Linked DNA regions of Mus musculus: all the other regions are linked to region 2. Evidence: chromatin contacts called from public Hi-C and HiChIP or PLAC-seq data. All regions are on one chromosome and are shown on one strand. Each heading gives the region's core, a stretch centred on a gene start, on an enhancer-like site or on the middle of the called end of the contact. The rest is flanking DNA. Distances are from core to core; before and after follow the strand shown. Region 1 overlaps Itga4 (integrin alpha 4). Region 2 has its middle 12 kb from the start of Gm37004. Region 3 holds the start of Cerkl (ceramide kinase-like). Region 4 holds the start of Neurod1 (neurogenic differentiation 1).

Evidence for each region. Hi-C and Micro-C count contacts between places; a contact is called where the count stands out from the background. HiChIP or PLAC-seq counts read pairs in DNA pulled down with a chosen protein or histone mark.
Region 1: a contact with region 2 is called in a Hi-C map of forebrain, with 2.5 times the contacts expected there. The contact joins two enhancer-like sites. A contact is called at or near these places in 3 of 15 datasets of contacts at CTCF or cohesin (the NIH/3T3 cell line, large pre-B cells and pro-B cells), 4 of 484 Hi-C or Micro-C datasets (Th1 cells, bone marrow-derived macrophages, cerebellar granule neurons and 1 more) and 2 of 115 datasets of contacts at active chromatin or transcription factors (CD8 T cells and memory CD8 T cells).
Region 3: a contact with region 2 is called in a Hi-C map of forebrain, with 3 times the contacts expected there. The contact joins the promoter of Cerkl here to the enhancer-like site in region 2. A contact is called at or near these places in 3 of 484 Hi-C or Micro-C datasets (bone marrow-derived macrophages, forebrain and nephron progenitors), 2 of 115 datasets of contacts at active chromatin or transcription factors (embryonic hindbrain and stem cell-derived neural progenitor cells) and 2 of 9 other capture datasets (adipose tissue and macrophages).
Region 4: an H3K4me3 HiChIP or PLAC-seq map of forebrain shows a contact between it and region 2, with 8 times the contacts expected there. The contact joins the promoter of Neurod1 here to the enhancer-like site in region 2. A contact is called at or near these places in 10 of 39 promoter capture datasets (the 3T3-L1 cell line, 3T3-L1-derived adipocytes, the HPC-7 cell line and 7 more), 10 of 484 Hi-C or Micro-C datasets (bone marrow-derived macrophages, cerebellar granule neurons, cerebellum and 5 more), 12 of 115 datasets of contacts at active chromatin or transcription factors (astrocytes, craniofacial prominence, differentiating embryonic stem cells and 8 more) and 4 of 9 other capture datasets (adipose tissue, embryonic stem cells, liver and 1 more).

Annotation. Positions count from the first base shown.
Region 1 is chr2:79,307,736-79,314,092 of GRCm38.p6, reverse strand. It overlaps Itga4 (integrin alpha 4), which reads right to left. Exons shown (of 28, transcript NM_010576.4): 18 at 250-400. Among named protein-coding and RNA genes, the nearest start is that of Gm22606, 37 kb to the left of the region's middle. Within about 2 kb of position 4,157, at least 13 of the 459 cell types and tissues checked have an H3K27ac peak or open chromatin away from gene starts, as enhancers often do. A contact at or near this core is called in forebrain, where this site is marked.
Region 2 is chr2:78,957,114-78,963,139 of GRCm38.p6, reverse strand. No RefSeq gene overlaps it. Among named protein-coding and RNA genes, the nearest start is that of Gm37004, 12 kb to the left of the region's middle. Within about 2 kb of position 3,524, at least 37 of the 459 cell types and tissues checked have an H3K27ac peak or open chromatin away from gene starts, as enhancers often do. A contact at or near this core is called in cortical neurons, forebrain and neural progenitor cells, where this site is marked.
Region 3 is chr2:79,425,438-79,431,576 of GRCm38.p6, reverse strand. Cerkl (ceramide kinase-like) reads left to right here and starts at 2,589. Exons shown (of 13, transcript NM_001048176.1): 1 at 2,589-2,875. The coding sequence starts at 2,686.
Region 4 is chr2:79,453,245-79,459,906 of GRCm38.p6, reverse strand. Neurod1 (neurogenic differentiation 1) reads left to right here and starts at 3,271. Exons shown (of 2, transcript NM_010894.3): 1 at 3,271-3,356; 2 at 4,859-6,662. The coding sequence starts at 4,870. The coding sequence ends at 5,943.

The DNA.
Region 1 (6,357 bases), core at 2,908-5,407, 350 kb before region 2:
GAATTTGTGGCACTCAAAGAATCCTCTCCTAAAACTGGAAGGAAGGAAGCAGACACCTTTCCCCTTAGATCCCAACAAACTTGTGTCTCAAGGGCAGGAAGAACATCTCAAAATAATGGGAGATTGAGTGATGTCTAGACATTAAGAGGAAAACTTCAGTTGTCTATACTAAATGAGTGGAGTAGCTATGGCATTTACATTTGTCTTTAATCTTGAGTGCCTCCTACCACTGTAGTTTCTAGAACTTACCAGGTCTAAGATCTTAATGAAATAAAGGCCTGTGGGGAGTTGGACATTCAGAGTGGTTTCGTAAGCATCATCGCCAGCGTTGAACAAGGACACGTTTAGCATTATGGTCTTCATGCTCCCAACAGCAAGATAGGTTTTATTTTCATATGGCCTAAAAATTAAGGAATGGAAGTAAAAATTCTCCATCCACATATAAAATATTCATAAATATAAACTATAAACTTAGAATAACAACCATGGGATGACCTCATACAAACAGATTTAAAGTTTCAATTTCTCATATTTCAGACATGTTCAAAAAGCTTTCCCCAAATAAAAGTTTGATGCTATTACCTGTTTGATTTTTAATTAGTTATTATAAAATGGTCTTTTGTTTTAATGCCCTCTTGCTTGACTTACATTTTCCTCATTATTTTGCACAATTTTTATTTCATCTTTGAAAAGATATTGAACTAGATGCTACTCAAGCCAAAAGATTAGAAGGGAAACTGAGGAAAAGAGAGAATGAGGACAACATGGGGGAGTTTATTTAAAGTAAACGATAGAACTCCTCTGGCCTACAGGTGGTGGCACAGAGATTTGTTTGAAGGAGACTGAATTCTTCGAGTAGGTTGCCTCTGACAAGACCTAGTTCAAGTTAGAGGCTAAACCACAGAAATGCTTCAACGTCCTGGCAACTACAATATGCAGGTCACTAGAGATCTGGAGACATACAGGCCTTAGAAAAGCATCCTGCCTTTAGGGATAGAATTTCAATGAGTTTGGCTAGGCCTTGGCCACCCAATCTGTAATAATGGTAAAATGACTCTTCAGTGAAGTTTTGGATCAAGCGCATCCCATGAAATCCCTAGAATATGAGGAACTTGGAGCATAATGAAAATGCTGAAACGTACAGAGCTAGAATAATCCAAACCTTTAAGCCCTGTGCTCATCTCTGTGGTGCACAGTGTCGTCTTCTCCAGGCAGGAAAAACAACAAACCCTCATAACTTTCAGTTACTGTATGTTTTGATTTTCTAAGCTTTCCCCAGAGTCATCTAGTAATTCCAAAATTAGAAAAAAAATGGATTAATTAATTCAAACTGGAGCAGGACGTGTGCCAAAGGAACCAGGTGGAGACTGTCTAACAACAGGATGTGTAAAAGGATACGTAAGAACACATTAAGATCTCTGATTTAAAGTCATGCTTAGAGATGCATAATCACTGAGCAAAACTGAGGGTCCCAGGCAGTGAGTCGGCCACTATGTTGTTTCATCACAAAGCATGTTGTTAAAGTTCATTTACCCACCTCCCCCAAAAAGATAGAAGACCCATTTCCAAACAACTGGAAATAACTATTAGATATACACTGGAAACAACTTTGAATGACGAGCCCTTGAAGAGGAGGTGAGCACCTACTTTTGCCAGGGGTAGGAAAAGCATTGCTGTTCACTTTTCTATTCATATGATATTCAGGTTTGCTACTCCTCGAGATCTTTTTGAAAATACAGTCTGACCACTTTGGAGTCTACATGGATTGTGCCTCTGATTTCTGTTTTACATTCATTCTCTCCCCTTACTCTGCCATGTGCCAACAGTGCCAATGAAGCAATGCCCATGGCAGTGACTGTGACAGAAGAGTCCCTGCTTCTCAGCATGACACTGGGACACTCAAGGGTCCACCCTTGTTTCACCTCCCACTGCACAGGGCATCCCTTTGTTTTAGCTGCATCTACATTCAAATAGCTGCCAAACACAAGATGCTTTCTGATTTCCTTTAAGCTCGCCTCCAACCTGAGCATCATCTCCTCATTATGCACCAGCATAGCTTGTACTTGATCTTAAGACTCAGCGTAATAGCACTAACTCTCAGGAAACACTGAGAAGCACATTGTACAATATCAAATCACGGTTGTCTCTCACCACTAGTCTAAATGTTCATGGAAGCAAGAGGCTGGACTATGGATAGCAGAGTTTTTTTCAGAACCAACAAATACAGTTCTGTGGGTTTTTTGTTGTTGTTATTGTTGTTGTTGTTGTTGTTGTTGTTGTTTTAAGTGAGTATCAGATTAAAATGGCTGGGCTACATTCAAGAGGCAAGTAAAGTGCCCCCAAAATATTGGCTACATTATTCATTTTTAAAGGCTTATGAAATTTTCATAATATTTTCAATATCTATTCTGTAAAATTTCAGCTAGAGAGCATGCTTGCCTGTCCTCAATGATACAAAAATTTCAAATCGCTCATTAAGAAACTCAATGTCCAACACTATGTAGTCATGTGATTTCCACCTTAGTCCACATCCAAAAATGTCAACAGTAGCAAGGCTCCTGAAATGACCACATAAACGATGCTCTTAACTAAGGCAAAATCAGTAGTGGAAAGGAAAAGTTACTTTCCAAAATTATTTATTCTTCTGAACACCAGAGTGGATAAACAGAGTTGTAGCTTAGAGTCCTCTTTCTTCATTTAAAACCCTAAGTACATTTCTAAGAAACTAAACTTACTACTTAAAGATTTGCTCCTGTTATTCAAATCGTTTCCCATTTCAAAGCTGTTTGTATAGAAGGAAGCAAGCATCCTAAGATGCAACTTATTAACTGTGGTTAACTGAATACATGTCAGAGACTGGTGTGCCAACCAAGGAAAGACACTGTATACATGAACAATTCACCGGGGCCCCCCTAAATGACCACTGACTCCTGGAACCCACACTCGAGTTTTAGCCAGTGTGGAATCTCATACAAATGTAATTAGATGTAATCCTTGGTAGCTGCGATTTTGAATGTAGTTTCTTTTATTTAAACTTTGTGAAATTAGTTTCAATCGGTGTTTGCAAATTGCTTGTCACTTAAGTCTGTGCTCCACCCTAGTTAGCCACTTGTCTTCTTCTTTGCCCAGTCAGTGGTAAGTAGGATTTCAGTCATTTCCCATGTAGAACTATAATAGTCTCACATTGAATACACACATATACTTGTTCTGTGTATATATCCCTTTGCATTCCTCCTATCTTTTCTCCCTGTATTTCTATTTATCTTGTAAAAACATTTTTTAAATACAAGATTATACATTATGCAAAGTAAATAACAAATTATACTATAAGAGGGTGTGTTTTAACCTAGAAAAAAAATGCTGTACTAAGTGGATGCCACAGGAAACGCAGGCAGGCCAACAGAGTAGGCATCTGGAAACTCCTGTCTGAACGTAAATCATTCCTTTGTTTTTATAAATAAAGTTTTATTGAGTCTAGCCATTCTCGCTTTTGCACTACTGGTACAGATGAGCAACTGAGACTGAGTGCATTTTTTCCAAGAAATTGAAACTGTCACGTTATAAAAACCATTGGGGTGGCTCCTGCTATACAGCCCACATGACTGATGAAAACTTTCAAATTAACAAGCAACATGTGGTATTACTAGACAACTAAAATCCATTATCTTTGCTGTTGGTTTTTGTTTTGTGTTGTCTGGTTTTTGTGGACTAGAGTCATGCTATATGTAGGCCAGGCAGGCCTTGTACTTGTAATTCCATCCCATGCTCTGGCGTGCTGTAATTACAGGTATGCATCGACATGCCTGGATCCATTCTGACATCAACAGAGGGTCCTTAATCTCAGCTGGCAGAGGCTACAGGCTTTTCCCTTAGAATCCAAGTAGAAGTAGAAAAAGTAATCCAGCCCCAAGCCTTTAACCTCCCCTGTAGCACCCTGTAGAAAAGAAGAGAGAGAAATAAAGGATACCCTATGTGAACCAATTCTCTTTTCTGAGCCTTGGATTTGAGAAGCTGTGCAACAAATGAATAATAAATAACAAAGTACTCATTCTAGACCCTGGCTACCATCTCATCCTGGAGGTACTTGACGGAGTGGTCATGAGCTACCCCAGCACGAAGGAGGTGGTGTGGTTTGCTCATGTTGTGAGCCTTTGGACTTAGTCAGCAGGCTTCTCCTTGGCAGCGATTGTTAAATGGTGAGAAGAGAGCCACGCTGCCTTTTCCCTACCGTTCTATCATCCAGTTACGACCGAAGGGACTTTCAAGGTACTCTAAAAGTAAACTTCAGCTTGACATTAAAGTTTAATTAAGACTTGTACAAGAGCTGCTTAGAAATAGACATTTATAAAATATTCTGGCTTGGAACCAAAGCATTAGTCACTGAACACCTTTGGGAAAGAAGTTGGCACTTTGACAGGCAACAGAAGGTGGCAGCGTGGCATCCGCAGCCAGCTTCTGAGACAGCAGCCGATCAGAGCGGCACCAGGCTCCTGTTGTCAGCAAGACTCCCGGTTTAGTTTCCATTTTAAGCTATTTTGCACAATTACCACAATCCCAACTCCATGATTCTTAAAAGTACACCTTTCTATACATCTTCTTTAACAAGAAGCCATTGAAAAGACACCAGCCAGCGTCCTACATACCATGAAGGAGAGCCAGCTGCACATCTGGACGGGTGGCATGACTGAACCAGCGGCTTCCCTGGGACTTACAGTTCATTCTTCATGAAAACATGCATAATGCAGGCTTGAAATTTACAAAGCTGCTTAGAGTCCACATAACTGACACAAGCCCAAGTACTGTGCACACATGGAACCATAACTTAATAAGTGAATGAGGAAACGAGAAAGCTGTTACACCAGGTTCTACATTTTCTCTCAGTGAACATGACTGGATTTTACAAGACATTCACAAAACCTTAGTATTGTCAATATATTCTTTCTTGGTGCAATAAATTTGGTCTCTGAAGATTACTTAGTTTTGATCAGAATGGTAGGGACAAAAAAGGAAGGAAAGAAGGCAGGCAGGAAGGAAGGAAGGAAAGAAATAAGGAAAGAAATAAACAAGGGGGGAAAAGACAACGCAGCAAAATAAAATGTGAATGGTTAGCACAGCTTAATGCTCAAAGACACACAGCAGAATTATCTGACAAAAGAGAAGCCTTCAGCAACTGGCCTCCAGTCCAAAGTTGAATTTCATCTTCTTTTCTTTTTCTTTACTATCATCTGACTTTGTTGAATAAAAGTTCAAGGAGAGAAATGAAAAGGAACTTGGATTAGGAAGCTGGCCCGGAAGTGAGTGGACGTTAGTATCGAAGCATGAACTTCATTCTTCGCCTGCTTCGGGAGGTCAGTCAGGCTTTGATTTTACAAAGGACAGTTGTATTAGATTAGCCTGTTGAAGAGTTAAATGCATGGTGCCAGGTACCATTCACAACTTACTGTCTACTCAGAGTTCCCCACTTGATGCTACCAGAACCCCAGATTACTCAGGCAGTGGGCAGCATTTCTTTGATGTTGCAGAAGATGAGCATTGAGTTCAGCTTTGGGGAATGAAGCCTGATGGCTAACATGACCACAAAGACTCCATTCTCCCTGCGCAGTGACAGACTCGGGGGAATGTCAAGTTAGAGTAAGCATGAGAAGGGAGATTTTTTTCTGAAAAGCTTTCAAAAGAAAACACACACACACACACACACACACACACACACACACACACACACAAAGCAAACAAACACACTCTTGTTCTTGCATCCACTTCCTTTATGGGAATGTTAGCACTAAAATATTATAATCAAAAATAAAAAAACCAAAAGAACATAAAAGACAACCATATATGCAGGATTTCTGGCTGTATAACAGACCCGCAACTACCATTTCCATGCAAATATTATGCCACATATATATTTCTGTAAGTCAGGATTAGTAAAATTCTTGTTACATGAAGTTAAAAGTAGTCCTAAATGTTATGAAAGCAGTCAGAGGAGATTTTTATCACTAATTCTAGAAACATGAAGCATTGAAGAGTAAGGTCATTTATTTCCTGATCCATATGAAAGGTCTGATTGCAGATTCCTTCTTGTTGCCTAATACCTATTATTCTTGTGATTATGATAACGTGTTTGCTCACTGTTATGTTTCTGTGGGAATTCTGGTTGGTTCACTGTCCCAGGAGGTTGGACACATAGAAGGAGGCCTCAGCCTAATGGAACCAGGAGTGAGTGGGAATCAGCACTGCTTGTCAAACCCGAGTGGTTTATTATTGCAGGCTTCAGAAATTCATGTTCCTTACGGAGTAGATGCATTTACATAAAACAGGCTTCTAGATCTGGGACACATAATACCATTAGTGCCAGCA
Region 2 (6,026 bases), core at 2,275-4,774:
CAGCTCTGGAGTTGAGGAGAGGAAAAAAAAGGATGGGCCAGGAAACAGAAGTTGAGATACAGCACATGAAGGGATTCTCAGGCTAGTGACAGAAAGCTACACAACAGCTATAGAGTTAATTTTTCAATGTTTCCCTTGCTTTGTTCCTTTATAAGGTAAACTAGCTTTGCATTCTGCCATTGGCAGCCTCTTTAAAATACTATCGTGAAAGTAGGTGAAAACTGGGTTGTTCCTGAAGCTTTCGCAACCATTTCACCAAGTACCGAGTCTGTAACCAGATTACTAATAAGTAAGCTAGATGCAAATACTTTACAACAGATGCAGTAAGCTTTTAACTACATTATATTTGTCAGGAAAGTTACAAAGGCATACACATTCTATTTACAGAGAGTCATATACATATGAACAGCACAGGTAACTATATGGTTTGAAATAGACTGTCGATGTGATGATGTCTCGGGCTCATGTTTAATCTATTAACTACCTACCTATTATATAATTACTGAGAGAATTATGCTTTGATTCTGCTCAAAGCAGGGACTCCTGCAGGAGCCTAAGAGCTTCTTATGTGTAGAGTATTTAAAACAGAATGAAATTAGCAATCTGTAACTTAAAATTATACATAACATTTAGCTTCATTTAAAATTAAAGCAGTAGAAGGAACAGATTTTCATGGCATTTCCATTATGCAGAGAGGTAAACAACAAATAAATATGGCACATATGAATATGAAAATCACAGCACGGTAATTGCTGTACTCCATCAGCGTGTGCAATATTAAATCCTCAAATAAACACTTACTTAACCTCATCCTCACACATGCCTATTGCTTTTATCAGAAGGAGAACCACCTGAAACATTCAAACTAACACCCCATCCCCCAATGAGGTACAAAGTCAACGGGAATCACTGCTGTTCCTGAGAGATTTCAGTTGTGCTCCTCCACTGGCTCCAGTAGTGCCAGTATTTCTAAGAGACAGGGACAGGAGAAGAAATGTGGAAGTCAGTTTGAAAAATTCAGCCCTCCTGAGACTGTCTTTTATGTCACATCCTAACTCCACTGCTGATTCTTAAAGCCTTGTGAGGATCATTAACATTGCAGCCATGCCAGGAACCTCTGCCTTCTGGCTGAGACCACACTCCAGCTCTCTCTTTCTCTAGCAGAGAGCAGAAACTCTTTTTGTATACCCTTAATAATAGCTAACGTCTGTCTCATGCTCTGGGCCCGAGCTTGCCCTAAATTTAACCCTCAGCAATGGTTCTCTGTTTTACTCACAGCCACGACCTGACTCATTTATGAAGAGACCTCTGCTACCCTGGAGTTTTTCAACAGGCAAGGGTTAAAAGGTCAACCACGGTGTCGTTTCTGTCTTTATGAATAACAACTGTCAGAATTCAGTTATGCAGAGTAACACGCTGAAGATATCTTATCATTTTACACAGTATGACCAATGGTTCAGATGTGTGGTTTGTGTGCACATGAGACTATGTCTCCTAGCAGGGGACATCAGCGACTTTATCAGAAGCTAGGAACCAGAACATGCATTGATTCAATTCAACTTTAAAACAGAAACCAAAGACGTATGAAATCCAAAGGAAGGAAAACTGCTTTGTTCCAAATAAATACCTTTCAAGTTTACCAATATTCATTGTCCCAGTGATGAAATTAATACATCTTTGCTGCTCTAAACTTAAATTTGACTGGATGGGTAAATTCAAGCCTGAGGCTTTCATGCCATTATCAGAGGCTCTGTCAGTGAGTGCTTTAACCTAATTACATTTGATGCAGCAAATCAAGAAAACCACTGCTGGTTATGACCTCTGCCAAGAGCACTCATGAGCTAGACAAATGGAGCTTAAGATGTTATTAGTTGTTCGTTGCAAAGTTCCAGATCCTGCCCGACAGGAGGCTGCCGCCTGATGTGGGCACGGACCCTCCAGATGGCATTCTGCATTGGCTTGTGGCAAGGCTCTCGGGGACGCTGGCACATTTTCTGCGTCAAAATGAAAGTTTTCCAATTACAAGGAGATAATGTGAGGAGATGCAAACTTAATCTCTTGAACAAAAGGTTGCAAGCTGTGTAATAGCCATTTCAGGGGAGAGATTTCACTACAGTTCAATTGATTTAAACGTCGTAGATCACAAAATGGGCTATCTTTCCTAATAAAACTGAGGACGCAGCTGCAGTAGATTCTACCTCATGGAGCAGGGTGCCAATGGGCTCATCATCTTAGGGACTGCTTCTCTTAACTCCGTGTTTTGTTGAATGCAAGTCGGTGATTATTTTTGCCTTCCCTTATGTGTGAATGAATAACAAGAAACCATCTCCTTTTAGTTAGACAGCAAATGTCTTAAATGAAGCCTTCCAGGTGTAACAGTTTAACAATGTTACTACATAGCAGATCATAGAGTTTCACCAGGGCATATTAAGTGGTAAGAAAGCCTTATTACTATCCAAACCTTTCAGATAGTTTAGCTAAAATGTTAATCTTTCTTTTTTTCTTTTTTACTAAGTCAGGCAACCCTGATGCAAATGGGGTGATATGCCTCAACACTGGTCCCCAAAGAAATGACTCATAGAAGCTTTTAAGCGGGAACTTGCTTGCAAGAGCGCCTCTCAGGAAAACACATGCACTTGACAATTGACAGGAACATGCTGTCGCAGAGCAAGAAAGAATCATATAGCCATCCCCACAAACCACATAGAGACACCGCCAAACAGGAGAAGGAATCCACACCCTGTCTGCACAGAACATTTGCAGAGTGGGGTGTGGAGCGTGGGGGAGAGGGGCTGAGCACACAGCCTTGCATTTAGCTGGTTTTCAAGAGTTTAAAATGCTAAGCTTAGCATGTAGCTCTATAAGCAAATGCCCTTCAATGTCACAGGATTCTTTTCTTCTGTGATTTAAGAAGAATTTACTGATACAAACATTCACAGCCCAGATTTCCATGCATTCCCCACAGAGAAAACATATACTTCCCAAAATCAAAAATTATGCAGTGCACGCATAGAAAAGTACTTTTGTCACAAATTCCAAGATATTAAAAATACATTTTATACATTGAGATGATGATGGATGATACAGGTTTGTATGAATCTCTGAACTGCAGTGGATCGGGCTAACCAGAGTAAGTAGCTGCCTTTTGTCATTGTAGGAGATCGCTAGGGAACTACTATTTCTTCATAAAATTCAGTCAACTAAATAAAGCAAGATTATAAATTCTAAGTGGTCTCAACTGCAACATCGTAGGTTCTGTAAATCAGTCAAGAATATAAGCAAGCACTTAAAATCACTCAGGAAACCTAACAGATGCCTACTGAAGAGTTAATCCGTGCAAGCAATGAGCATTCTAAAAACAGTCTCACCATCAACATAAAGTGGTCCACGGCAGCTGCTATAAAAGCCCAACATCAGTGTTATGTTGGCTCAACTACTAAGCAGCGACCACAGTGATGTCCCTTAGGAGGCATTTGAGGGCCCAAGTGTACAGCAATTTAAAAACTAAGCAGGAAATCAAAACTAATACCTAGTCTGTTTACAAAATATTTCTCCCTGTGTGCTTGTACCACCATCTAGTGGTTACATAGCTCTCAACCTGATCATTAATAGGAAAGTAATCTGGAAGAAGAGGAAAGGAAAGAAGAAAGAGGGATAGAAAAAAGAAAACAGGAGAAAAATGAAAAAGAAAACAGGGAGAGAAAAGAAGAATATAAAAAACAAAACTACATATACATATAATTTCCAGATCATAAAAAAGGAAATGCAGAAAACCCATGGCTAATACCAGTTAAAATGAAGATGTTATTTTGAATCATTTGCATGGTGTATTTCTATAGATATGATAATTTTACAATCGACATAACAAATGTCTGGATTTTAAAATACAGCTGAATTTGTAAGGACTTATCTCACAACTTAGAACCTGCAGGAATGTTTGCCTGTGTGTCTACAGATATGAACACAAGATCATATGGTTGTTTGAATACCGTCATTGTTGGTAAGTAGAGCTCTTTACATAAAGCATGGTATATTCATAGAGTAAGGCACCAAGCTGGCCTTTATGGTTAATACAGAACCATCTCTGTTAGTTATTGGAGGAAAAGCAGTTACATGGAATGATGTGTTTTCCAGTTTATCACTTCTATAGATCATATATAATGTACATGTGTACCATGACAGGAAAGACCCAGGGGTCTAAATGAGTTGGAAGGCAAAGATGAAAAGAGATACACTATAGCTTAAATTATATGAATGCATTAGGTATTCAAGACTAAATGTATTTTAAATCTAGAATATCTGCATGATTAAAAGAAATCGCCACCTGTGGCAGTTTTAAGACAATAAAATCTCACTGGCAGTTTTCCATAGGAAGAAGCATATGGAATATTTTTATATAAGTGTACATTTATTATAAAATGACAAAGATTGAAGCTTCACTTTTTCCAGAGAAACAGAAATTCAGGGGTCTGGAAACATGGCTGAACAGTTAAGAGCACTTGCTGTTCTTGCAGAGGATCTGATTCAGTTCCCAGCACATACATAGCAAGCAGCTCACAGACATGAGTAAGTACAGTTCCAGGAGATCTAACACCCAACTCTGGCCTCTACAGGTACCAGGCATGCACGTGGTGCACAGACACACATGTAGGCAAAACTCTCATACACATAAAATAAAACAAATAACTTTTTAAAAGAAGACATTCAGTAATCCAAAGGAGCAAGGTTATCTGTAAATGCCATAGAACCAGGTGATGAAAAATTGAAACTATGTTACCCCCAGTCTTGATGTGGAGAGCCTGGCCGAGGCACATTTGTGTGAGGAGATTCAAGGTGTTAGGACTTCAGTTCCTGGCTACAATGATTAGGACCGGGAAGGGAGGGCACTGGGACAGCAACAGCTAGCAAGCCAGTGACTAAAGGTAGGATTGGGCTCCATGAATTAAAAACAATAAAAAGAGACCATGGCATGAGGAGGAAGACCTTTTTGGGGGTAGAAAGATACGGGGAAGATTAAAGGAGGACATGGGGTGGAAATGCTCAAACTATACTGTGAAAAGGGACTAGAAAGATGGCCCAGGTGTTAAGAGCATTGGCTGCTTTTGCAGAACCTGATTTCAGTTCCTAGAACCCACATGGCAGCTAATACCATGGATCAAGCAAGTTACAAGGGATTCAACACTATTTATTTTAACCTCAAACATAAAAAGGGTTCTTGTGGTGCACATACATACAGGCAAAACACTAACCTCAGACACATAAAATAAATATATACAAAATAATAATGATAATAAGCAGAAAGGGTGGGATCGGTTATGAGACAGAAGCAGCAGAGATTTGTAGAAGGAGGTGTTCAACGGTTGGTTCAAGGATGCGATCAACATGGGTGTGGTTTGCCTTTCACAAAGGACTTTAGGTCAGATCTTCTAAAGGCCTGTGTGTGCTTCCATAGCCACAGCGAACTAAAGACACTGGCAAGAGGAGAGCCATGGAAGACCTCCGTGTGTTTTTCATTCATGAAGTAGAAATGCTTAATTGTATATACTATCCTTTCTTTATGGTCCAGGCACTCCTGTCATCATCATGGAGGCTTTATGCCATGAACATTGTGAAAAGTCCTAGAGAAGACTGTGAGAACTGTGAGAACTGTGAGAACTGTGAGAACTGTGAGAACTGTGAGAACTGTGAGAACTGTGAGAACTGGGAGAACTGGGAGAACTGGGAGAACTGTGAGAACTGTGAGAACTGTGAGAACTGTGAGAACTGTGAGAACTGTGTGAGAACTGTGAGAACTGTGAGAACTGTGAGAACTGGGAGAACTGGGAGAACTGGGAGAACTGGGAAGGCTAGTTTCAGACAGAAGAAAGAGAGCTGTTCTCCAGTCTTAGTTCCCAGATGATGAAGAACATTCTACTGCCAAGAGACTTACTTTCTCCTTCTATTTCTTTCTTCTTTCACTAAGATCATGATATACCACACCATTTTTCAGGCGCTAATTTCCGTAAATATTTCTCAAGTAAATATGT
Region 3 (6,139 bases), core at 1,340-3,839, 470 kb before region 2:
AATCCAGTCTTACAAAGGATAATAGATGGAAAACCCCAACACAAGGAAGGAAACTACACCCTAGAAAAAGCAAAAAAGTAACCTTCTGCGGACTTCTTATACTGTGTTCCTACTAAGTACGTTCAGCAAGGAACCAAGACAATACACAAAGAAGTATATAAACAGCAACTTCTTTAAAGAAAAACAAAGGAGAGTATTAACAACAGCCTACAGCTAGGTGCAACTCAATCCCCAGAACCTGTGAATAGATTATTTCGTATAGTAAAATTGACTCTGTTAGTAGAATTGAGCTAAGGATTATTGAGGCAATCCTCATGAGATCACACATTTCTTTGTAAGAAGGAGAGACAAGAGTAAAGTCAGACAAAGAAAGGCGATCCATGAACAGAAACAGAAAGCATAGGAAACCACGGACAGACTTGAAAGATGAAAGAAAAGGCAGAGCCCAGAAACAGAATAGCTATAGAAGCTGGAAGGGTCAAGGAATGAGTTTTCCCCAAGAAAAATGGTAGCTGTACCGACACCTTCATTTTCATTTTATTTAGACAGAGGCTCATGTAGCTCTAGCTGGTCTTAAACTCATTGTGTGGCCAAGGAAAACACTTGACCCTCCCTCCTTTGCTTCTCTGCCTGCATGCTGAAGTTACAGGTTTGTCCATTGCAACTGTTTTGTGTGCTTCTTGGCTTTGTGTATGCCGGTGCACAGATGAGGGCAGATTGACAGGACGGAGCTATGGAGGTGGAATGCATGGGATTCGGAATGAGCTGAATGGGAGATGTGTGAGGTTCTCATCAGACATTGATTAAGGACCTTCCAGAGGAAAGAATGTATTTGTGGTGAAAAATCCTGATATATATATATATCTCCTGATATATATCTGAGGTTACTGGTCAGGTAGACGAAGGTGAAATGTAGCCAACTGGAACATTAATATCAGAAATTCAGGACAGTTCTGGAGTTGATGACATCACCTCTGGAATCCCAGCCACTAAAGGTAGGGGGGGGAGAGGGAGAGAGAGAGAGAGAGAGAGAGAGAGAGAGAGAGAGAGAGAGAGAGAGAGAGAGAGTATGTGTGTGTGTGTGTGTGTGTGTGTGTGTAATAGATCCTAAGAACCTGGATCTGGTGGCACTTAACACATTAGAAGCCCTGAAGGAGACAACTCATCAGAGAGAAAGTGTGGGAGCATGGGCCCTATTGTTTCCATCTTCATGGCAAGACAAAGCCAATGTTTGCAACTCCTGGTCTTCCTGAAGCTTGACAAATGGCAACCTGCCCCTTTGTAAAGGTCCTAAGAAGTAGCCATTGCCTTGGCCTGTTTGCCTTGGCTCTCAGCAAGTTTTTAAAATGCCAGGGAGCTTGAGTCTGCCAGACAGCTGTGAACTCAGGATGTTAACTCTAGAAGTGAACTCTTCCTGGAACTGGCACAGCTCTTACCTACCAGTGGCTGCCTATGAGAGACTTAGTGGAAGATGGATGGAATCCTTAAGTAATAGTACAGAAACCCCAGTTTTAAATCACCCTTCAATGCCTGACCACCCCCTCATATAAGGACTTCACAAAACCTCTTTACTTGCCTAGTCTGCAAAAACACTAGGCTCTTGTTTTCTGATTGCAATTCTCAGCCTAAATCCTAGACTTTCAGAGGGAAGTATTTCTGGAACCTGGATTCCATCCCTGGAGATTGCAAATTGATCGTTTTGAAATGTGGCCAGGACAACTGGATTAAACAGCAACCGCCCTCCCCGGGCCACTCTATTGTGCAATCACAGCGGGAGAACTGCCCCTCCTACCAGGAGGAAGTTAACGGTGAGCTCTGGAGGCCTCCTTTTGCATGATGGTCAAGTTTGGGTGAGTAAGCTCTGCTCTTTGCAGTTTGCAGCTGTCGCATCCAGGTAGAGCTAAGGGATCCATACACTACACTATGGAGGTGATTGAAGGTAATATCAACTTTGTGAGGTGTACATTTGTCTATGCAAATCAGGGGTTTACTCTTACTCCTGGGCAGTCAAACAGATGTAGTCACACAGGTAATGTAGCTCCTTGGGGGAATCTCAGAGGACACCCCTGAGAAGATAGACAGAGCCTTGCGCACTGAAACTCCTTTGTGTCTCTTGGCCAGCAACTTCTGCAGTCACCCAGTAAGCAGATTCTTACTGTTCAATTTTATTTTTTTTTATTTATTTATTTATTTATTTATTTATTTATTTTTTATTATTTTTGGACAGTGTCTTACACGTGCTCCCGACGGCTGTAGAACGCACTATTTAGCGCTGGCTGGTCTGGAACTCAACTTCACCTGCCTCTGCCTCCTGAGTGCTGGAACTGAAGGCTTGTGCCACAACTCAGAATTTTGGATTCTCTTTAGATTTATCTGACAAGAACCTGCACTTCATTTAACAAGAGACTAGGTGATGCCTAAGCAATCCAATTTGGGGGATGCCTGGCAAACTCCCGGAGCTCAGCCAGGAAAATTCATACTAGCAGCATGGTCCAGAGAGGACAGTGGCCCTCTCTGGGGGCAAAAGAGAAAGCTCCCGGGGCTCCTCCCTTCCGCCCCGCCTTCCTTCAGGAGCTTTTGGTTGCCTTGGCAGCGTGGGACAAGGCCCAGGCAGTGGCTGTAGCCACACTTCCTTCCCACGAAGATTTCTGGTGGCTCCCCAATTCGGCCCAGCACCGCGTCACCATGTTCCGGGGGAGACGCAGGAGCCGGGTGGGCGCCCTGGAGGAGGCGCCTCCGGAGAACCCAAAGGCAGCTGCTGAACCCGAGCGGGTTTTGCTGCGTGGCATCTTCGAGATCCGGAGGGAAAGCTGCGATGTGGCGTTGGGCGAGCGGGCCCTGCGGTGGCGACGCATCCAGCCCGAGCTCCCGGCTGGTGAGTGGCGGCCCCCTACCTTCCCACGCCCCCCACACCCTGCTGCCGCCACGCCCTTCTGCCGCCACCGACACCCCTCTGACCCTCCGCCCCCAGCCTCCTGTAGGGGTTGTGATTGCAAACCAGGAAGTTGCAGTTCCCCTTCCATCGGGAACAAGTTTTGAAACCCGATTTTTAATGAATTTCTATAGAATATCACACCACAGATTTGTGCTTTACTTAAACTTACCTTCTATTGACTTAAAGTCTTTTTTCTTTTTTTCTTTTTCTTTTTTTTTTTTTAAACAAGAAAATGCGATGCTGCAATTTGCAGTAGAAATATTTCAGGTCGGCTTCAGTTAGACCTGTCTTGGAGAACAGTAGAATGTGGTTCACAGTCTGGTTTTAATTAGCTACGAGTTTATGAAATTAAAAACAGCTGATTCCCCCCACCTTCAGAGGGAAAAAATACTCCTTGTGCCACAGTCTGTCATAGAATGGAAAAGTCATTGTTTGAAAGTTTCTTGTCCAAACGTCTAACTAAATGAAACCATCCAGTCAGGGACCAGAATTAGTGAGGAGTGTGAATTCCACCTGAGCCACATGTGCAGTGCTGTTCACTCAAGCAAAGCTACTTTGGGCTTTAAGCAAAATGTTTTCACGGCCTTTGAAAGCCCAAGGTGAAGAAGTATTTCCCGATTCTTTAGATTCTTTAATATTACAAGCAAGGTGCAGGGATGTGGGATCTTTCTTTTAACCTGTAAATCAGCCTGAGTTGGGGAATATAAATGTAACTAGAATCTCGATTAGCCCAAGGAACCAATTTAAGCTACAAGCTTTTAGAGACTGCAGTGCAACAATACTGCACCCCACCCTCCCTTGTAGGTCACTGCTACAGCACAAAGACAAATAGTGACAAGAGGAAAGAAATCCTGTTTTGTAGTGAGTGGTGACTGAGGAAAAGGAGGTTTAATTAGCACTCCTGGTAATAGAATTTGAAAAGCTCTCATGACAGTTTTATTACTCCAAACTTTGCAAGTGTTTAATTTTGCCCTAAGACCCTTGGTTTTCTTTCTCTTCATACAGAGCACACTAGTTTTCTTTGCAATTAACACCTGATATTTAAACCAGGAGCCTCAGAAACCTGGCACATGTATTTGTAGAAGAGCCCAAGAGGCACATTACTAAGTCCAGTGGGTAGAGAGTAGTCATTAGGTGATGGTATGAGCTAAGCACTATGATGTTGCATTATCATAGATACGGGTGGTGAGGACTAAGTAATGTGGGGTCCAGAGCAGAGGAGAGACCACCACAGGTAGGAGAACGTTGTGTTGAAATGTGTGGTAGAGGAAGCCATGGCTGCTGTTGCTTGACAGGTGCCTAACTTCCCAGGGTGGAGCTGGGGTCATGAGTTCTCTGGACGTTATTTCATGGTGTATATGAGCTGTTATCAGAGCACTACATTTTAAAATTCTGAGTATAGTAGCAGTTTCATTGAGAAACAAAACACTCCATGATCTTCCCTAACTTGTTCATCTTGAGGATGATGAGGGAAGACACTGATGTATTTTATGGAGGCCATTACTGCTGCGACTGGGATTAGTTGGTGGTCTTCTTGACAGGGTAAGTGACTCTGAATGCAGTTCCCTTATTGGGTTCAAGGTTGACTTAGAGGGAGAGTTGTGTTATCTTCTAAAAAGATGAGGTTCATGTGAGTGTCTTCAGGCTGAGGTGGGAAGCTTAAATACACCAGCAATGAGTTTTGGCCTTTTTTTTTTCTTTAAATGAAGGGATATTTTCAGTTTAGTGCATTTGGTCTTGTTAGGGAAGATATTAATCCCGTGAGCAGTTGTTCCCTTGTCAGCTTCTGTCCTTAGTGCTCAGGTGTGTCACTGAATGTTTTGAAGAGGCAACACACAAGGACTACATGGACTAGCAACTTTGTCTGACACCTAAAGACAGGCCTCCAAAGGCTGACACTGTCCAGGCAGGCAGGCAGGCAGGCAGGCAGGCAGGCATCAGATATGAAGTGACCAGTATGTTGTGAGATGATCTAAAGATCCACTGGGATTTCAGTGCAGTCAAAAGAAAGTGATCTGTTCATGATAGGGGAAATATCATAAAGGCTCAATTAGCTGTTTAAGTTCCAAAAATTTAGGGGGAGAAAAAAAATTGAGTACAATGGTATTTCATAAGGGTTTGCAGCATTGTTAGATAGCAAGGTGTTAGCTGAGGGCCTGGGGTGTAGCTCAGTGGTAGAGCATTGTCTTGGATGTGTGAGATCCTGAGTTCAGTTTCCACGTCTCTCTGAAGGCCCTCCCTCATGTTTTTAGACTTAGTGTTTCTTGGTATTTCTTGGCTTGTGGTTATATAACTCCGTATGTTCACATGGACTCACATTGTCTCCATGTGTTCTTGTTCCTTCTTATAAGGTCAGTGGCCACTGTGGTCAAGAGAAACCCTAAGTCTAGGGTAATCTCCCTGCTGAATTACAATGGCTGATAATTTTCCAATATGGTTATTTTCCAATTGGATGTGAATTTGGAGGAGGCAGGTAACCTCACCAAATTTATGATGGGAGTTGGAAAGACAGTTTGGTTTGGAGGCTTAAATGAAGAACAGAAATGAAAAGCTGTTGCCTGGGGTTGAAACTGATGAGCATCAGTCAGGAATGTACCAGGATATTTCAAAAGTAACAGTGGCCTGATGACAAGAAACTCAAGGTTAATTCAGTAGAAAATATAAAGTTCTACCATTATTTTCGTTTTAATTTTAAATTGATCCACAGTATATCTATTCCAAGCCCACTCGATAATGATGGCCTGTGGAATCCTTATTGAAAACTCTCACCTTCCATACCTCTGCTGTGTTAATGGCTTTGGCTTTAATTTCATTCCAGTTGTGCCCACCTATGGCTGCAATATGGATGTTTGCCATCTCTCAGGTCTATGTTCCAAGGAGTCTTGTCTGTTGTGACTACATATGCTTCTCAGACAGTATAGCCAGCTGTCAAGTATATCCACAGTGCATAACTACTTGCCTGAAAGTCATGTTGTAGCTATCATTGATATTTGATCAATCACCTGGTATTATTTTACAGTGCTTGTATATTGGGGTCAGGACTATGCACAGTTTCAGATAGATGCTGATGGATAAGAGGGGTTTCTTCATTTCCAAAGATCAGATAAGATGTGGGTCCAGAAAGAACTGTTGGAACTGGTAGTAAGTCCGCTGGAGATACTATGCCTAGGCTCCAAAGGGCGTATTGACAGAGCAGGCCTGAGT
Region 4 (6,662 bases), core at 2,022-4,521, 500 kb before region 2:
AAGCCCAGGAGATTTGGGGAGAACGGGTTTTGCGCTCCGGGCGATAGCGAGGCATTTTAATAGCGTCTCTTTTGCTCCTGGCTCTCTCCTGTCGCCTGCCTGTCTAGTCGGGCAATTCCAGCTTCTAGCCAGGACCCGAGAGTTCAACCGCCTCCCGAGAGGCAGAGAAGGAAAGCCATAGCCACCCCAGTAGTCTTGTCAGAACCTTGCCTTCTAAGGGCCTTGCAGTTACCCTCGCCTAAGAGGGGGCATTAGTTCTCAGCTGCTGGCTCTAGCGATCCACTGCACCCCAAGGTATCCAAGAACTATGCTGGGTAACAGTGGGCTCCTGGGGGAGGGTGTGAACATGCCCAGGTCGGGCTACCTAACTCCAGGGTCTGTAGGAAGAGGCTTGGGAGCCGATCCGAGTCGGTGAGGCAGCTACAGACACACTGGGTCCTTTCACGGAAAGTAAGCATCTGTTTCTGAGAAAAACAGGTCACCACCCGGGACGCTGCAGGCCATGACCCAGCTCTTTATCTTAGCTCTGTGAATGCGCCCCTGCCCCACAGCCAGGCCATACTGCTCTGTCCTCTCTCCTCCCCTATTCTTCCCTTAGGCCTCTGCTTCCCTGGCTCCAGGGCTGAGGCTGTAACGGACCCGCGTCGGGTCCAGTGCGGCGCTGGGGACTAGGGCCCGGCGGGGTGGCAGATTTAGGGCATTGCTCGAGGGCACTGAGTCATGAAAAGCGGCTTTTGTTGCCTGCGCGTGCAGCTCGCGTGCCGCCCGGCTGCCTAGGGAGGCTGGTGGGGCCAAAGTTGGGGGAGTGCGGTCACCGGTCAGGCAAGCGGAGATAACTGGGAAATAGCCACTGTCCCAGCAGACCCACCAGCGCATAAGAACAAGGCAGCCGGCCAGGGTCATGGGCCCCAGCGCCGGACTCCACCGAGCGCTCTGCATTCCAGCTGGGTGCAGTTCAGGTGCGGCCGCCCCCCGCCCCCCGTCCCGCAGTCTTGCGCCTTCCCGCAACACACACATACTTTCACAAAGCAAAAATACTTAACCCCCCATCCTTATTAGGCACCCACTGCTTCCCCGGAGCTCGGAGGACACTTGCTGGGAGCCTTGGTGTTTGTAACTCCGACTTGGAATCAAGGCCACATTAGAATGCAGCAAAGCATGAACATTCAGGAAAGAGAGATCTTACTTCAAGTTCCGGGAATATCCAGGTGTAGCTTTTCTTTTCAAAACTCCCTGGTCCGTTAGTCAGATCCCCTGAGCCATAACTTCCACCGCTCCCCAATAACTCTCCTGTAGCATCCCCTAAAATGGAGAGGTGAGAGCCAGAATCCGAGTTACATTTCACTGAATGAGGATATGCCAACTCTTCATAGAAGGGCTGTCCCAATAAAATCTGCCTCTACTGTGCTTAACCTTCAAGATTTTTCTGCGGATCCAGGTATTTAAACGCAACACCCAGAGTAAATGAAAAAAAACAAAAACAAAACAAAAAAACAACCCCCCCCCCCAAAAAAAAAGACAATGCTCCTTGCTTGCTCTGCTCTCAGCCAGTTGACAGAACAAAGAAAAAGAAAAACTCCAGGCAGTTTATCTCTAGAATCCCAGAATGATTGGTGCCATGTTTTAGGCCACCAAAGAACTCCCACAATGCCTTGCTTTTCTTTTTAGATTCGTTCCGGGTCTGGAAGGTTACTTTCAATATCTTGCAAATGCCCAGGATCTCCTTAGAACCCTCTCCCCCTCCCCTTTCCCAGATGTACCCCATTCCAGCCACTCAACCCTGACACTGTTTGCAAACTCAAGGGCAATTGCCTTTACATAAGCAATTCAAGTAGGATGCATTCATTGCAAAGGGGTTGAAGAGGGTAAGAACTTAATGAAGAGTTAGAAGAGGAACTGGAAAGAGAAAGGAGGCCAACCATTCCTCCTCCTCCTCTGTCACTTTTCTTGGGCTAGAAGGACGGAGGATCATCCATCTGAAAGATTCCTCCTTCAGATGGAGAAAATAAAGACTCCTTATTTAAGAATAGATAAGGCTATTCCACAATAGACTTTGCTTGACTCAAAACACAGAGTCCCCAGAAAGGGAAACAGCACATTGAATAGAGTTTTATTGCAGCTTCTCTTTGAGCTTCTTCTGACCAAGGCCCCAGAGATTGAGCACTAGGGGCTCAAGGAAGGCTGTGATTGAATTATGGTCTGTGTCAGAGATGAAATTCCCACCTCTGGTGCGGGGTTGTTTAATCTTAGCATTCCCTAGATGAGCTAGCTGAGGTCATTCATTACTCCAGGAGCATCTGAAAACCAACGGAGCCAAGGTCTGCTGGCAAAAACTAGCTTTAGACACAAAATTCTAGGGTTTAGAGTTGAAGACTCTTAGTGAAGTCTCTGGGGTAGGAGCAGGTGACCGTTAGGTTTACATTTGGAGTGTTCAAGTGTAGGGTATGGAAGCTGACTTGCAAAGGATTCTAGAAGATGCTCTAGTCAGGAAGGTTGAGTCAAGGCTGTGTTTCCAGATGAGGTCGTTTTTATATGAAATAAATGTTTGCCTAGAGAGGTGATGGAGATTAGAAGCCAGCCACCCTTTGGTGGCAATAAGCAAAGCCTCTGCTAAGAGGTAGAAGCTAAGAGATGGGCCTCTCCAGAGAGAACAAAGTCAAACTGCACCACCGGAGACCATTGTCAAGGGAAGGACCCTTCAGTGCACCTCAGTATCTGGGATTGTGAGTGGTTCACCTCTGTCTACCTCTCTGCGCTAAAGCAGTCTTCAGGCTAGGACATAGACTCAGTGATCTTTCTTTACCTTTCCAGCTCGCCTCCCGCAACCCCCCCCCCCCCCACATGTCCTCTGTCTTCTGCTGCCACAAAGGGTTAATCTCTCCTGCGGGTAAAAACAGGTCCGCGGAGTCTCTAACTGGCGACAGATGGGCCACTTTCTTCTGGCCACAAAGGGGCCGGAATGGAGCGCTCCGCGGCATACAAATAGGCAGGTCACGTGGTTCCCGGCTCTTGGCTGGACCGGGAAGACCATATGGCGCATGCCGGGGAGGAAGGAGCAGGGGCGGAGGTACTGTGGGGGTGAGGGGAGTGGTGGTGGAAGGGGGCGGGAGGAAAGTTCTGGGGAGGGGTGAATGAGGGCGGGAGTCGTTCAGTCTGGACGCGTGCGCGATTGCGGGGCGCAGGGACCTGCTCGTTGCTCAGCTCACGGCCCCGCCCGCGCTCAGCATCAGCAACTCGGCTATATAACCCTAGCGCCCGCGCCACCGGGACACGAGGAATTCGCCCACGCAGAAGGCAAGGTGTCCCGAGGCTCCAGGGTTATGAGATCGTCACTATTCAGAACCTTTTAACAACAGGTAATTATGATTCCTATTTTTTACTCTCCCGAGAATAAAAGCAATAATTGAAGAGCTGTACCTTGGTACTTTGCATGCGCACATTTGTGGAGTCGGTTGTCCCTATATTTGAGATCAGTGTCCCTCCTCGTAATTGCCCACAAGTACTCGCACGTAATGAGTCCCAGCACTCAAGTACCCCCTGCAGGCTTTCTAATTACATTTAATTTTTAATAGTATAGAAGCTTTTAGAATGTTTGGGGAGGGGAGTAACTGTAATTATTTGTAAGCGGTTATTTGAAAGTCCCCAAAGCAAACAACCACTTCCAGTTCTCACTTATTCAGGGGAGAAAAGGAGAGAAAGAGAAAAACAAAACAAAACAAAACAAACAAACAAAAACACCTGCTGCCCATAGTTTTATTTGGTGTACAGATATTTAGGCTCATCGTGCATATGAAACTATCTATTTCAGGAGAATGTAGTACTGGAAAACCGATTGGACTCTGAAATAGCTTAGCTGAAATGTAGGGAGAGGGGGAGAAAAGGAAGGAAATTTTCCTGCTACCTGTTACTGTCCCAGAGGCGGCCAAGTCCCCATGCTGGGGCCAGACATTCAGTTGTTTTACTAAAGGCTTTTTACAGTTCTTATGAGAAGCAGCACCTTCACCATTGCCAGTCGCTGACCATTGTAATTACTCCATCTTTTAAAGGGAGGTTTGAGGCGAACTTTGAAAAGCCCCAATAAAGAGCGGGCGGCCCTTTCAATGGGCTGTTTATTAGAGAGGAGCCTTTTGCACCTGATCCCCAGCGCGTGGGAGAGCCTCGCCTGGGAGCCAGAGCTTTTGTACAAGGTGGGAATTTAGCGGGGGCGTGGGGGGGGGGTGGTGAGGCAAAGAAAGAAAGGCAAGAGAGGGATGGAAGACTTGTGCCCACTTCTGTGGCCAAATGTGTTGTCGATAGGAAAATAATTTGATGGAAACTACCTTTCCTCCTCTGTGCATTGGCTCTCCCTTCCATATAATCTTCTTTAAAAATTGGGGTCAGTGCTAGGAAATTACGTAATGGCTTTTCAATTTATTTAAACCTCTAAGTAGTGCGAAGCCAGAGCAGAGATGAGTTCAGAGTATTCCATTTCCAAACTCATCGTTTTTGTGAGTTGGGAGTGACTTGGGACACAGTCAGAAAACCATGCACTCTGTACGCATTTCCACACAGGGCACCTGGCCAGATAATTGCCCTGCACACAGTTGAGCTGATCACTAGGAAAGGCACCCATAGCCACTCATGACAGGCCTAGTGGTACCTACTACGCAGCACCGAGGTACAGACACGCCAGCATGAAGCACTGCGTTTAACTTTTCCTGGAGGCATCCATTTTGCAGTGGACTCCTGTGTATTTCTATTTGTGTGCATTTCTGTAGGATTAGGGAGAGGGAGCTGAAGGCTTATCCAGCTTTTAAATATAGCGGGTGGATTTCCCCCCCTTTCTTCTTCTGCTTGCCTCTCTCCCTGTTCAATACAGGAAGTGGAAACATGACCAAATCATACAGCGAGAGCGGGCTGATGGGCGAGCCTCAGCCCCAAGGTCCCCCAAGCTGGACAGATGAGTGTCTCAGTTCTCAGGACGAGGAACACGAGGCAGACAAGAAAGAGGACGAGCTTGAAGCCATGAATGCAGAGGAGGACTCTCTGAGAAACGGGGGAGAGGAGGAGGAGGAAGATGAGGATCTAGAGGAAGAGGAGGAAGAAGAAGAGGAGGAGGAGGATCAAAAGCCCAAGAGACGGGGTCCCAAAAAGAAAAAGATGACCAAGGCGCGCCTAGAACGTTTTAAATTAAGGCGCATGAAGGCCAACGCCCGCGAGCGGAACCGCATGCACGGGCTGAACGCGGCGCTGGACAACCTGCGCAAGGTGGTACCTTGCTACTCCAAGACCCAGAAACTGTCTAAAATAGAGACACTGCGCTTGGCCAAGAACTACATCTGGGCTCTGTCAGAGATCCTGCGCTCAGGCAAAAGCCCTGATCTGGTCTCCTTCGTACAGACGCTCTGCAAAGGTTTGTCCCAGCCCACTACCAATTTGGTCGCCGGCTGCCTGCAGCTCAACCCTCGGACTTTCTTGCCTGAGCAGAACCCGGACATGCCCCCGCATCTGCCAACCGCCAGCGCTTCCTTCCCGGTGCATCCCTACTCCTACCAGTCCCCTGGACTGCCCAGCCCGCCCTACGGCACCATGGACAGCTCCCACGTCTTCCACGTCAAGCCGCCGCCACACGCCTACAGCGCAGCTCTGGAGCCCTTCTTTGAAAGCCCCCTAACTGACTGCACCAGCCCTTCCTTTGACGGACCCCTCAGCCCGCCGCTCAGCATCAATGGCAACTTCTCTTTCAAACACGAACCATCCGCCGAGTTTGAAAAAAATTATGCCTTTACCATGCACTACCCTGCAGCGACGCTGGCAGGGCCCCAAAGCCACGGATCAATCTTCTCTTCCGGTGCCGCTGCCCCTCGCTGCGAGATCCCCATAGACAACATTATGTCTTTCGATAGCCATTCGCATCATGAGCGAGTCATGAGTGCCCAGCTTAATGCCATCTTTCACGATTAGAGGCACGTCAGTTTCACTATTCCCGGGAAACGAATCCACTGTGCGTACAGTGACTGTCCTGTTTACAGAAGGCAGCCCTTTTGCTAAGATTGCTGCAAAGTGCAAATACTCAAAGCTTCAAGTGATATATGTATTTATTGTCGTTACTGCCTTTGGAAGAAACAGGGGATCAAAGTTCCTGTTCACCTTATGTATTGTTTTCTATAGCTCTTCTATTTTAAAAATAATAATACAGTAAAGTAAAAAAGAAAATGTGTACCACGAATTTCGTGTAGCTGTATTCAGATCGTATTAATTATCTGATCGGGATAAAAAAAATCACAAGCAATAATTAGGATCTATGCAATTTTTAAACTAGTAATGGGCCAATTAAAATATATATAAATATATATTTTTCAACCAGCATTTTACTACCTGTGACCTTTCCCATGCTGAATTATTTTGTTGTGATTTTGTACAGAATTTTTAATGACTTTTTATAACGTGGATTTCCTATTTTAAAACCATGCAGCTTCATCAATTTTTATACATATCAGAAAAGTAGAATTATATCTAATTTATACAAAATAATTTAACTAATTTAAACCAGCAGAAAAGTGCTTAGAAAGTTATTGCGTTGCCTTAGCACTTCTTTCTTCTCTAATTGTAAAAAAGAAAAGAAAAGAAAAAAAACCAACAAATTGCACAATTTGAGCAATTCATCTCACTTTAAAGTTTTT